Linked DNA regions of Rattus norvegicus: region 2 is linked to region 1. Evidence: chromatin contacts called from public Hi-C data. All regions are on one chromosome and are shown on one strand. The core of a region is the stretch at or near the end of the contact, and the rest is flanking DNA. Distances in the headings are between cores, read along the strand shown.

Region 1 (6,664 bases), core at 1,711-4,210:
AATAACTACTATCTCAGTGCCCCACACCTGGGGTCAACAGCCCAGTCCCACTCTAACTGAGTCCTCTGCCGATGCTCCGTTCAGATTTCTTGAATTTTCATAGAGCAAGATAAATTAGATAGCTAGGTTAGAAACAGGAAATTCTGCTGGCATGGTGGCACATGACTGTAATCCCAGCATGCCAGATGCCAAGGCAGGAAGACAACAGCGGCTCTGGGTCCAACCTCAACTCAAAACTAAAGGCAAAAAAATAAAAACAAAAGCAAACAACAACAACAGAAGGAAGGAAGGAAGGGAGGGAGGAAGGAAGGAAGGAAGGAAGGAAGGAAGGAAGGAGGAGGAAGAGGGAGGGAGGAGGAAGGAAGGAGGAAGGGAAGGAAGGAGGAAGGAGGAGGGAGGAGGAAGGAGGAGGGAGGAGGAAGGAGGAGGGAGGAGGGAGGAAGGAGGGAAGGAAGGGAGGGAGGAAGGAGGAAGGAGGAGGGAGGAGGGAGGAGGGAGGAGGGAGGAAGGAGGAGGGAGGAGGGAGGAAGGAGGAGGGAGGAAGGAGGAAGGAAGAAGGAGGAAGGAAGAAGGAGGAAGAAGGAAGGAGGAAGGAGGAGGGAAGAAGGAGGAAGGAGGAAGGGGGAGGGAGGAAGGAGGAGGGAGGAAGGAGGAAGGAGGAAGGAGGAAGGAGGAAGGAGGAAGGGAAGGAAGGAAGGAGGAAGGAGGAGGGAGGAAGGAGGAAGGAGGAAGGAGGAAGGAAGAAGGAGGAAGGAGGAAGGAGGAGGGAGGAGGGAGGAAGGAGGGAGGAGGGAGGAGACAAGCAGTGGCACTGCGGCACCCACCTGCGATGATCTCCCGAAGTTTGGGATCCAGGTTTACTGTGCACGGCAAAAAGGTCTTTACATCTCGAGCCACGAGAACTGGAGTCCTTGAAGACAAGAAGACTTCAAAGTTTCTTATATCTCCATCAATTTCAAGAAGCGGCTCAACATCTTTAGTTGTTGGGATATTCTTCGATATTCTTCAAAAAGAAAGAGATGAAAACCCCATTAGTGTTGCTCTCAGAGTCAAATTCTTCACTCTTAAACCTCGATGCTTCTGTCCACAAGGAGCACATTATACACCTGGCTCTCAGTTTAAAAATATTTTTCAGATAAGAAACCTAAAAGAGGAAAAAAATTAATAATACAGTTCCAAACAACTAAGGTGACAACGAGGAAGTCAGAACATCACTGATTTTGTCCAAGAGCAGGGTGTGGACCAGGGAGACAAAGAGAAGGGAACTCACACACTAGATACAGCCAGCGGCTCCCTCAGCTGACGAGAGCTGGCTATGAGAACGGTTGCGCCCACATCACACAGTGAGCGAGAGACTGGTTCTGAGACCTAGGCTTTTCAATGTGACACCAGCACTCATTTTTTTTTTTTTGCAGGAAAAAAAATTTTTTAATAAATCACACAAACTAAAAGTGTCAGCACAGTATTTTCTTTATAAAAAGCTATTTTCTATTGTTAGTAATATATGCTTATTGTACAATAGATATGATAAAACACAGAAGGTAGCCTGGAAAGGATAAGATTTGGTCAATCAAATATAGTAATATATTTGTATTCTTTTATTGTGTGTCCGTGTGTGTGTGTGTGTGTGTGTGTGTGTGTGTGTGTGTGTGTTTGATTTCACACAATAAGCAATTTTGGATCAATCAGAAATTCTCAAATATAAAAATAAGTGAATTTTAGTCATTAAAAGCACTTAATAGACACTGTTACAATGATCAATATGAAACTGTCTTGAAAGGAGACAAATGACCAAAATGTTCAAATTCCCGGGTTCTCCCTAAACACCATGGAGTAAGTAATCTGATCTGAGAAACATGAGAGTAAGGGAATGGAAACTACAATGGAGAAGCTCAAATAGACAGACAGGAAAATCGGGAGAAGCCCCAGTGTCCACTGACTGACAGGTAGAATGGACGGAGGCCGATACCACAGAATACAAGAAAAGGGAATGAACTAAGTTGAACTTGACAGGGGCAAATCTCATCATAAATTATGTTAAGTAAAGAATCTGGCCAATGTGCAGGAAGCAGATCACAGTTCCCATGAAAATGGGGGGTGGGGTGGGGTGGGGTGTGGGTAGGGGGAGTGACAGAGGATTACAAAGAACCTGCAAGAAACCTGCCCGGGTGGTGGGGACAGTCACTTCTGACTGTGAGGACAGCTCCTCGGATCTAGGCAACACTATCTGTGAAACTGTACGGCCTCAGCACAGTGGTTCCCTTACGGTAACTGCACCTCTGGAAGCTCTTCTAAAGCCTGGCGCTTGTTCTCCTCACAGCACTCGCCTATTACTTAAGAACACGTGCTCTTGCGTTGCACTAAGGCTCCATTTTAGGGAAAAGAACATTTTCCTGCTCTTTCCAAGCTGAGATGGAACCCTAAGATTAGCAACAGCTGCATCTTTTCTTTGGGATCAGCACTTTATTGCTGAGACCCAGAACTTGGCTGGTAGCCAGATATTAAAAGTCATCCGAGGGAAAATCCAGAGAACAAAATTAGCAAACAAGGAAAGAATGGGGTGCTCGTGAGAAAACAAGGCAAGCAATTCGTCTGTGGATTTCACAAAGTCCTGCTGCAGACCCACACATGCACAAAGCAGAAAGTTCTTTAAGATACGATTACTTTCAATACGGTAAAACAGCACTCGAACCGATTATTAAATACATTTAAGGTGTAATGAAAACCTGGAAAACAATCATGTGGTATCATTTGCAAAGGTAGAAAACATACTAGAAATGGAAGTTAAAAAGGCAGTTCATTTTTCAGGAGTGTGACAGAAAAAGAGGAGGCTAGGAAGATTAGATAAAAACACACAGCTGACAAGTCACATGAAACAAATTAACCGGATTCTAATGCCAGCATCGCTTTCAGCCTGAATGCGAACAGTGTTCTCAGCGTGGCGAACAATGCGGCTGTTCACAAGCCAAACGTCTACTGCTGCTTTCCAGATTGGAGTCTCTACTCTAACCTTTTGAGCTCAATGCATTAAGCCCTTCTGTTAAAAGAGACGTTTATGTAAATGATAATCTTTTGGCAGTGGGCCATCAAAATCATATGGGCTTTTATTTTTCAGATATTTTCTCCAAAGGTTAGCATTTAAAGAATTTAAATAACTTCACTTTTCAATTAAGAGCGAATTTAAATTTTCAGCACTAGGACTCATGTGAACTAAAGTTGCCAGCAGTTAAATGGCCCACAGAAAGCATTTTTTACAGTATCAGGCATCACTGAGCTCCCAGGAAGTTTAAGTGCAGTTTCTTTTGATGCCGCTAATCGAACACTTGTTAATGCCAACATCCATGTAAGCTAAAGCATTTTGATTACAAATGACAGGGCTTTATTATAGAAGATACAAACAAATTACTTGGCAGAATTTACATAAGCCATTCATGTCAATTCCATTCAAAGTAAGGCTCAAAATTAAGGGGAAAAATTTCCTATCTTAAAGTATAAGCAGGTCCATAATGTATAACTTATGAGAAGAACATTGTATTTTTGCTGAAGCTGGTTGTCTAATAATGTGATTATCCGATAGGCATTAAAATTAGATTTACCACACTACCTCACCCCTCATTTTTTACTCACTGATGATCAAGCCCAGGGCTTCATGAACGCTAGGCAATCCAATGTCTTTATAAACTCTTGCCTGCCTTGGAACTGTGTTACACCTGAGACACACGTAACTTCCAGAAGACCCTCACATTACTAAAGACAAAAAGCCCACCCATTCAGTTCTGGGGACGTACTTTAGAGAAAGGGCTCTTGCTTAGCGTCCAAACAGCCCCACGTTCAATCACCAGCAATGAAGGAAAAAACAACAAAAGCCAGATCAGAAACAAAGGATGCAACGCAACTTGTCTCTAAAATAATTCTAATAATATATAATAGGTGCATGTGCCTGAATGTGGATATACATGCACACGAGAGCAGAAAACCATGGCAGCCAGAAGCATTGGAGTTCTCAAACTAGAGGTGCCGTATGTGTACTCAGGACTATACTTGAGTCCTCTGGCGTTCAGTAAGTGCTCTTACCTGCTGAGCCATCTCTCTAGCCCCATCAAACTCATTTTTATGACCACTTGTTATCTGTTCAAGACAACCAAAACCCTAGACACTCCCCCTCCTGTCTTCACCCATCTAATCCGCAGTCCTCCTTTGTATTCAGCACAACCCTCTTACTTAGGGAAGCCTACCCGAAGGACAGCTCACACCCCTCTATGACAACACACCTAAAGTCCTCACACTCTCCTGCATGCCATCCATATATCTACTAGTGCAAGTGCCGTCTTCATCCTCCTCCTTCTCCTCCAGACTGTCGTTTCCATCAATGCTGGGAACAAGTTCAGCTTTGATCCCTAGTACAGCTCCAGTGCCTAGCACTTTGTCACAGCACGGGTGCTTAATAAATATCTGCCAAGTGAAGACACACACAGACAGACACACGCACATGTTCTTCCTAAATAAGTCTATCCCTTCAGAATAAAATAATTTAAATTTTACCCTTTTTTAAAACAAAGATTCATTTATTTATTATATATAAGTACACTGTCACTGTCTTCACACCAGAAGAGGGCATCAGATCCCATTACAGATGGTCATGAGCCACCATGTGGTTGCTGGGAATTGAACTCAGGACCTCTGGAAGAGGAGTCAGTGCTCTTAACCACTGAGCCATCTCTTCAGACCAATTTTACCCTTTCTGATACTGACAAAATTTTGTGCTTGAAAAAGAATAAGTGAGGGACTACAGAGAGTTCCCCACAACCACATGGTGGTTCACAACCATCTGAAATGAGATCTGATGTTCTCTTCTGGTGGTCTGAAGACAGCAGCAGTATAGTCATATACATAAATAAATCTTTAAAAAGTAGGTGGAGCATGTTGATGACTTTTGTCTGCATCGTGAGATAAGGATGAGCGTGGGAATCTATTGTCTAAGAACTGTATTGAACAGACTTGGCACTCATGCCCCAAGTGACATGCCTAAGTAGCTGTAGTTGTCTGGATTTACTCTGTTCGATTGCCTTGTGTGTGTTCTTGATCGTTCTGCCACTCTGTAGCTTGTGTGAGCTTTGAAATGGGGGCCTTCAGATTCTGGTTTTCTTCAAAAAATATTGTCCTTTCTGCACACGAAAGTTACTGGGATTTTTCAAAGATTTTTACATTGGCTCTGATGGGAACATTTGATAGACCCGATATCCCAGTTCTTTAATTTCCTTGTTCATGGACACTGAGTGTCCTCCCATTTATTTCATCTCTCTTAGCAATGTTGGCTTTTAATGAACATTCTTTAACTGCCTTGGTTAAATGAAACAATATCCTTTCAGATTATCGACATCATGAGAACAGAAGCACAAGTGATCTTTCTGCTGATCTGTATCCTGAACACTGTTGGGCTTATTGATTCTGGAAGTTCCTGTAGACTTTTGGGATACTCTCTATACAGTATCACAGTATCTGTAATTAGAGATAGTTTTACAACTACTATATAATTTGAGTCCTTTTATTTTTCTTGTCTTGTTACTCTGGCTGGAACACCAGTTGGTACAATAGAAATAATTTACTGTTCCAACCAAATATTATGTTTTTAAATCAACTTATCTATTTCTTTATTATTTAAACATATGAATGTGTTGTCTGTGTGCATGTATGTGCATTGCACACACACTTGGTGTCGAGAGAGGCATTAGATCTCCTGGACTTGGAATGGTTGGTTGTGAAGTACCGTGCTGGGAGCTGAGCCTGCCTCTGCATGAACAGCAAGTGCTGTTAACCACCGAGCTACTTCTCCAGCCCCTCAGACACTGCTCCTCACCATAAACACTGAAGTCAGTCTAAGCCAGCAAGCATATAATTCTAATGTTCACTAATGTGAAGCACACCTGACTGTCCCCACGTGACATATGAGTGCCTAATTATCTTGTCACCTGGCAAAGGCCACTGCTACTTTAGTCTTTTGAGTGTGTGATCCAGGTGAAGGTGCCACCTGCCCCTGCCCCTGCCCCTGCCCCTGCCCCTGCCCCTGCCTCTGCCTCTGATCCTAAAACAGGCTGACTTTAGCCAGTGTTTTTGTTCGCTTTCTGAGTGGATGTGGAGATGAAGCATTGCTAGCACAGCCTGTCCAGATACAGAGCTTAAGTTTGAGGTTTTTTAAAGACCAGATTTCTCTGTGTAGCCCTGGCTGTCCTGGAACTCACTCTGCAGACCAGGCTGTCCTTGAACTCAGAGATCCACCTGCCTCTGCCTCCTGAGTGCTGGGATTAAAGATGTACATCACTGCAGTCTGTCTTTTAAATGGAAGAAATAATGTAATAGAATACTGTTCTGTGTTAGATTTTGGCACACTAAGCATTACCAACACAAAGAGTTCTACTAACAAGGCCTCCTGACTTTGTACCTGTGTTTTGTCAGAACTGATGTAAGAATAGAGTCGTGTGAGGAAAATCTGAGTACTTGTGAGAAAACTCCAAGAAACCAATACAAGAATCTTGTGAGCTCAGTTTCTTCAAAAGTACAGAACTGCTTTTGGATTATGCTTTCAATTCCTCCCAAGTGTAGCAGATAGAGTAAGTTTACCTCAGAGAATTCATTACGACTAGCTATTGCTATTTGTCTGTATAGC
Region 2 (6,664 bases), core at 2,523-5,022, 64 kb before region 1:
AGCACCCTTGAGGGATCCGGGTGCCATAAACTATCCGGAAGTGTTGGCATCTGGTTCCTAAAAGGGAGCTTTCCCTGGAGATAAACCCGGACAGAGGAGGTGTCTGTGTCTCCAGGCTGACTTACAAGTTTCTGGATTCTAGGTGATGTCAGGAAAAAACTCACACTATGAAGGGGCTAGGCCTGCGCCCCCCAGCCCCCGCCACACCTCTCACCCCCCGCCGCTCTCCTAGCGGAAATGAGCACGCAGATGCGGGAGCTGCACGCTGAGTCTCAAGAGTGGCTAGAAGACCTCAGGCAGCAGTGCATCCTACCACCTCTCAGGGTGGAGGAGGGGCTGTTCGGGAAAAGTCTGATGCTTTTTGCATAACCACTAAGGATTCCTAAGAGGATGTCAGTAGGACCGGGCGCGGGGTGGGGGTGGGGGGTGAGGGGGCCGAGGATAAGGGTCCTTCAAAGACTTTTTTTTTCTTTTGGAGTCAAAGCCATCCGGGCGAGAACCAAGAAGATCCAGAGGAATAAATAAATCTTGTCCTGCGAAGAGACAGTGACCTCCTTTGCATCCACTGCTACCCTCCCGCCAGCTCCACGCCTCTATTGCAAAAACAAATGAAATAAAGCAAAACCTTTTGCTTTGGCAAGGTCTAAGCCGCATTACCCACACCCCCCATCCCCTTTTGCGAAGGAAGAGTTCTTCTCCCTCTCCCGGCCTTTTTTATTTTTTTTTCTCTCCTCCTCTTTTACACCCCCCCCTTTTTTTCCCCTATTCTTTTCTTCTCGGTCTTCCTTCTTCCCCCAAATCACTCGAAACTTAAGACGTGCAGAGGCTGCAGGTGCGCGCAGGCTGACGGCCCGGTCAGGGCGAGCCTGGGACCGCCGGGCCTTGCAGGCATTGATCAGCTGGGCGCGCGCGCTGAGTGACGGCGCGGTTACCATGGCAGCCGCCTGAGCGGCGCCGCGAGGACAAGGCTGCAGGGCGGCGTGAATGGGCGGCGTCACGCGCCTGGCGCCAGAGAGTCTGCTCCGGGGCTCCGGCTCCGGCCCCGCCGCGGCCTGGCCCGCGCGCCGCTGCCGCCGCCGCTGCTGCCAATTCATCACCTGTCAGGGATCACTCGGGGGGTCACGGGCGGAATGGACACAGCTGTGAGAACAAAACCGAGGGGAAGAAAGGCGAGAGCTCCCAATTGCGCCAGATGTGCAGAGAAGACCTTGAGACTCGCCCCCGCCAAGCCGGCTCCTCCCGCCCTCGTGGCATCACGCGGGGATAGTAGCCAAGGTGGCTGGGCCGGGACCTGCTTCTGATTATCGCGCGTGGCCTGGACATGGTGGGGGATCCGGGGGGCTGGTAGCAGGGTTCGGGCAACTCCAAGCGGGTCTGTTGCTTTAAATGGGGGGCGTCCCGGTGGGTAGCAGGGGCGGCCAATATCACACACACACACACACACACACACACACACACACACACCGCCGGAAGCCCTTCACACCTTCCCACCACCCACGGATCCCGCCCTTTCTGCATCTGGGCGCGTCCTGCAGCTGGGACCATTTGAACTTCAGGGCTCTCAGATGAAAATCCACACCAATGAACCGATTTTTATATACCATTATAAGCCGTCCCGAAAAGGGTTCCCACCAAATCCCCAGCCCCAAAACATAATTTTAAGAAATGTCAGCCCAGGCTTGCTGTGACAGACTTACTGGTAACTCCGTCCTTTTCAGTCATTAACTTATACAGTTTCACAATCCCCTTAAAATGATCTTTAAATGAATGCAAAAACTGGGTAGTGTGCCAACAGAATCCGATTCAGCGCAGCCCGGCAGACTGGACTCTGGCATGACAGCCAGAGAAAGAAACGCCAGAAAACTTTCACCATATTTAGCAATTTTACTATATCAGGGTACAGGAATGGTCTTGGGAGAAGGCGCTCATGCGTCGTCGCTGCCAGTGTGTCGAGCGATGCTGCACAGCGCTCATTATCATCCAGCCCAGGGCCTTTCTGTTGGAATAATGAGGCTGGCACCGGTGCTAACATACGGTGTCCTTGGAAAAAGCTAAGAATGCGTCAGTACCGCAGAGATGCAATGTCCAAGAATCATAAGTAATAATTTGAGAATCCCAGAGATGTTTGTTTACATTGGCTATTATTGTAAAATACTCAGAGTATAACATCATGAACCAAAAGTGTCAAAACAAAATCTGTTCCGCTGTGGCACGTATGTGACAGAAACACATGCACACAAAGTACATCAAGAGGCTCGAACTGTGGGGGGACTCAGATAGTAAATCACTACCAGCTTAATAACAGGACAGTTGTCAATAGAACACTGTCACTGAGTTTCAGGAGGCAGTGCAAGCCTTGTGCAGATTTCTCTGCAGGGCAGAGAGTCCTGCAGCCTCCAAACTGAGATGGCCGGATTTTACCACCACTACACCACCGGACTCTGCCTCCTTAGAGAGAAGCCCTGGGGCACATGGCTGTCACGTGGAGGTCAGAGACTGCCTGGCCCACCAGCTGAGGAATTAATCATTAATTGAAGGGAAAATACTGTTTCTTCACCACGGAGCTTTGCCCGGATTCTGCATTCTTTCTCTTTATTGCATTCAGAGGATGTGGGAGATTGAGACCAAAAAAACCCTTTCTGGGCTTAAGATAAATATTGTTTTCCTCTAATACACGACTAATATACAGTAGTCTTCAGCAGAACAAGAATTCAGAAATTAAAGCGTTGGAGTCAAGAGCTCCAAACTTTTTCAAAATGTAGCTGCATCTAGGAGGGGTGCTGAAAGATTCCAAACCTCGTACGTAACAGAATTTTCTTTAAAAACAGCGATAAGCTGTCAGTCAGTAGCTAGGACCACCTACCTGACAAAGAGCTTCCCAAGAGCTGTAAGTGCTGGAATGTTGACACCAGAAATCACGATTTGCGCATAATTAATCGCATCACTTTGCCACCTACACTGAAGGGCACAGACCAAGGGCAATGTATGTAAATGTAGTTCCAGTGTGCAAACCCCACTAATGACCTTCGATTAATGGAGTCATTATACTAACTCTGCCTCGTTCTCGAGGAGGAGGGGGGGTCCCGGACGTACCAGGTCCCTCAGGGCTCCTCTGTGGTCTGAGGGAGACCGCACAGTGCTCCCTACAATTCGTGTCACTGAGTTTCCGAGAAGGCCTCCCGCGTTGCTCCAAGTTGCAAAATCCCACGCTAAACCTGCCGTGAATGTGTATGTGGGTAGGTTTCCCGCCCCTCCTCCCCTTAAATAGCTTTTGCTTTATCTTAAAAGAAGGAACTCCACAAATGTGACTTCCCAAAGGCGCGCTTCTTTTCCCTTCTGCCACGGTCGCTGTCTCCCTAACGCTAGCGACCTGTGACTTCCCGTCTGCTGTGCTGAGACCGCGGGGCTGCTGGAAACCCTGGGGCGGGGATAGCTAGCTCCGGGCACACCCCCGGGGCAGGGGTCCTGCCAGCTTTGGAAATTAGAATCAGGAGGGCACAATTGCACACTCAGGCCCCCTGGGTGCCCAGCGCACACTGTACTCAATTTACCACCCCAGCTGGGCTCTCGCCCGCTCCTCCCACCCCACGGGCATTGGCTGCGAACGCGGAAGAACCGAGAGCTCTCACTCACCAATGGGAGGATTCGCCTGGTATGATGGACGGCACCCCTCCCACCAATGGCGATTCAGGGATGCCCGATTGAGCGGCCAGGGCGAGTGCACATAAAAGACGCCCCGCCCGGCTCGCGCTTCATTCTGAACAGAGCCTGGTGCGGCGCAGCCACCTCAGCCCCCTGCGGCGGCTCCCTCCCGGCCTTTCCTCCTACGAGCAGCATGAAAGCCTTCAGTCCGGTGAGGTCCGTTAGGAAAAACAGCCTGTCGGACCACAGCTTGGGCATCTCCCGGAGCAAAACCCCGGTGGACGACCCGATGAGTCTGCTCTACAACATGAACGACTGCTACTCCAAGCTCAAGGAACTGGTGCCCAGCATCCCCCAGAACAAGAAGGTGACCAAGATGGAAATCCTGCAGCACGTCATCGATTATATCTTGGACCTGCAGATCGCCCTGGACTCGCACCCCACTATCGTCAGCCTGCACCACCAGAGACCTGGACAGAACCAAACGTCCAGGACGCCGCTGACCACCCTGAACACGGACATCAGCATCCTGTCCTTGCAGGTGAGACTCGCTTGCAAGTACCCCGCTGCCCAGATGCTCCCGGTCGTCCGAAACTGTCACTCTTAAAGCCCATCGTAGAGACAGGTTCATTAACTTTATTTTTAAGAAAACTGTGCATTGAGCGTCATGTAAGAAATCGCTACTTCTAAGTTCTGTGTGGGTTGCGTCTGGATCTGCATTGTAGCATGAACCTGTTTAATGGGACTTGTTGGCACTTTCGTAAAGGGAGGAGGGGGCTACCTTCCTTTAAGATTGCCTAATATCCTGCTTTTTATCCTCTTTCTCTCCAGGCGTCTGAATTCCCTTCTGAGCTTATGTCGAATGACAGCAAAGTACTCTGTGGCTAAATAAATGGTGAGTGTTTGCGGGTGCCTCCTGTGTGCGCGCTTCGGTAATGTACTTGTGTGTCTGTTAAATGTTTGGTTTGGTAAATGCATGCTTACTTCACCGTGTTACGGGTGCCGCTTGTCCTTCCAGAGAGGCATGAAGGGGCTTGTCGCTGTGGTTGCTCCGGATTACGGAACAGTTGCCGAGAGAGAGAGAGAGAGAGAGAGAGAGAGAGAGAGAGAGAGAGAGAGAGAGAGAGAGAGAGAGAGAGAGAGAGAGAGAGAGAGAGAGAGAGAGAGAGAGAGAATGAATATGAATATAAATGCCAGTAACTTACTATGAAGGTGTCAGGACAAAGTGTTATTGGCTTTTATGAGCCCAGTGGTGGTGCTATGAGGTACTAACCTCAGCTCTAATTAATCTTATCGCCACAAATTCCATAGTGTTCTCTTCCCCCAAAACTGAAGTCCTCTGAGATTTCTCTGGCTAGCTGAAGACGGCTACCCGGAGCCTTACCCCTGTGCTCCGGGATCCAGCTTTCCCTATCTGTTAACCAAAGGGCTGTTTTCAATCAAATAATTGTTACAAGAAGCAGACTGGCGCCTGTGAGCGCGCTGTTAGAGATCCAAATGGGAGACTGGGTTTGGGAAGTTTTCCCCTTGAGTCTCTGCTATTTTCATGTTTAATTTGTGCTGTTGGGGCCGGGTATGTGCGCCGCATCTGGACGCCAGGGTTTGGTTAAAAGCTCAAACTGTGGCTTCCTCTGGCGCCAGGCTGCCCGCCCCTGCCCTTAGGTTACAATCTCCTAAACTGCCTTCTCTCTCCCGATCTTTTGCAGGCATTTGGGGACTTTTTCCTTTTTTTTTTTTTTTTTTTATTTTTACTTTCTCTTTTTCTTTTGCACAACAAGAAGTCTACAGGATCTTTTAAGACTGTTGTTTTGTTCTGCTTTGTTATCAACCATTTCACCAGGAGAACAAGTTGAATGGACCTTTTTAAAAAGAAAACGGAAGGAAAACTAAGAGTGATCATCTCCCCCAGGTGTTCTCCGGCCTGGACTGTGATAACCGTTATTTATGAGAGACTTTCAATGCCCTTTCTACAGTCGGAAGGTTTTCTTTATATACTTATTCCCACCATGGGGAGCGAAAATGTTAAAAAAAAAAAAAAATCACAAGGAATTGCCCAATCTAAGCAGACTTTGCCTTTTTTCAAAGGTGGAGCGTGAATACCAGAAGGACCCAGTATTCGGTTACTTAAATGAAGTCTTTGGTCAGAAATGGCCTTTTTGACACGAGCCTACTGAATGCTGTGTATATATTTATATATAAATATATATATATATATTGAGTGAAACCTTGTGGACTCTTTAATTAGAGTTTTCTTGTACAGTGGCAGAGATAACTTTCTGCATTGAAATGTAATGACGTACTTATGCTAAACTTTTTATAAAAGTTTGGTTGTAAACTTAACCCTTTTATACAAAATAAATCAAGTGTGTTTGTCGATTGCTCGCTTTATTTCAGACAACCAGTGCTTTGATTTTTTTTTATGCTATGTTATAACTGAACCCAAATAAATACCAGTTCAAATTTATGTAGACTGTATTAAGATTATAATAAAATGTGTCTGACATCAATCCCTGGATTCTGAATGGTTTTTGAGATGTCTTGTGTTTGCAAGGGCTGCTCTGTACCCTTGACTTCCTTCTGATCTCTGGCCCCCTCTTCCACATGTGTATCCCGTGGTGGCCCTGTAGACCAAAACGTTGTTGCTGTTAGGGATGGGGACTGAAAACTCAACATACCTAGCAGGTTGGTTCTGTGTCTGTGCGTTGAGACAGGGTTTTAAGCGGGATTGTAGGGGGAGACTCCTTTAAGTTGGGTCTTTGACTAAGTTGGGTCTTTGACGTTAAGTATACAGTCTAGAAAGACACCTTTGAAGCAAGATCCAGATTTAGAGTAACGGGGCTTGGGCTGTCAGTGTTTACCCCTGGGAATTAAGCTGTTAAACCTGGCCGCGAACTCCAGAACTCCCTCCTCTCCACCTGTGGCTCACAGGGCCTGCCTGGGCCAACTGCTTTTCCAATCCTGTGGCTATTGAGTGCTTTCACCCTTGACTGCACTCTGAACTGCAAGGAACAGAGAAGGGAAG

What was found. A called contact is a pair of places that touch in the nucleus more often than the background predicts.
Region 2: a Hi-C map of Schwann cells shows a contact between it and region 1, with 3 times the contacts expected there. The contact joins the promoter of Id2 here to the enhancer-like site in region 1.

Annotation. Positions count from the first base shown.
Region 1 is chr6:47,403,452-47,410,115 of GRCr8, reverse strand. It overlaps Kidins220 (kinase D-interacting substrate 220), which reads right to left. Exons shown (of 30, transcript NM_053795.2): 23 at 825-1,003. Among named protein-coding and RNA genes, the nearest start is that of Kidins220, 60 kb to the right of the region's middle. Within about 2 kb of position 2,960, at least 41 of the 93 cell types and tissues checked have an H3K27ac peak or open chromatin away from gene starts, as enhancers often do. A contact at or near this core is called in Schwann cells, where this site is marked.
Region 2 is chr6:47,468,103-47,474,766 of GRCr8, reverse strand. It overlaps Id2 (inhibitor of DNA binding 2), which reads left to right and starts at 3,772. Exons shown (of 3, transcript NM_013060.4): 1 at 3,772-4,183; 2 at 4,474-4,537; 3 at 5,349-5,605. The coding sequence starts at 3,836. The coding sequence ends at 4,530.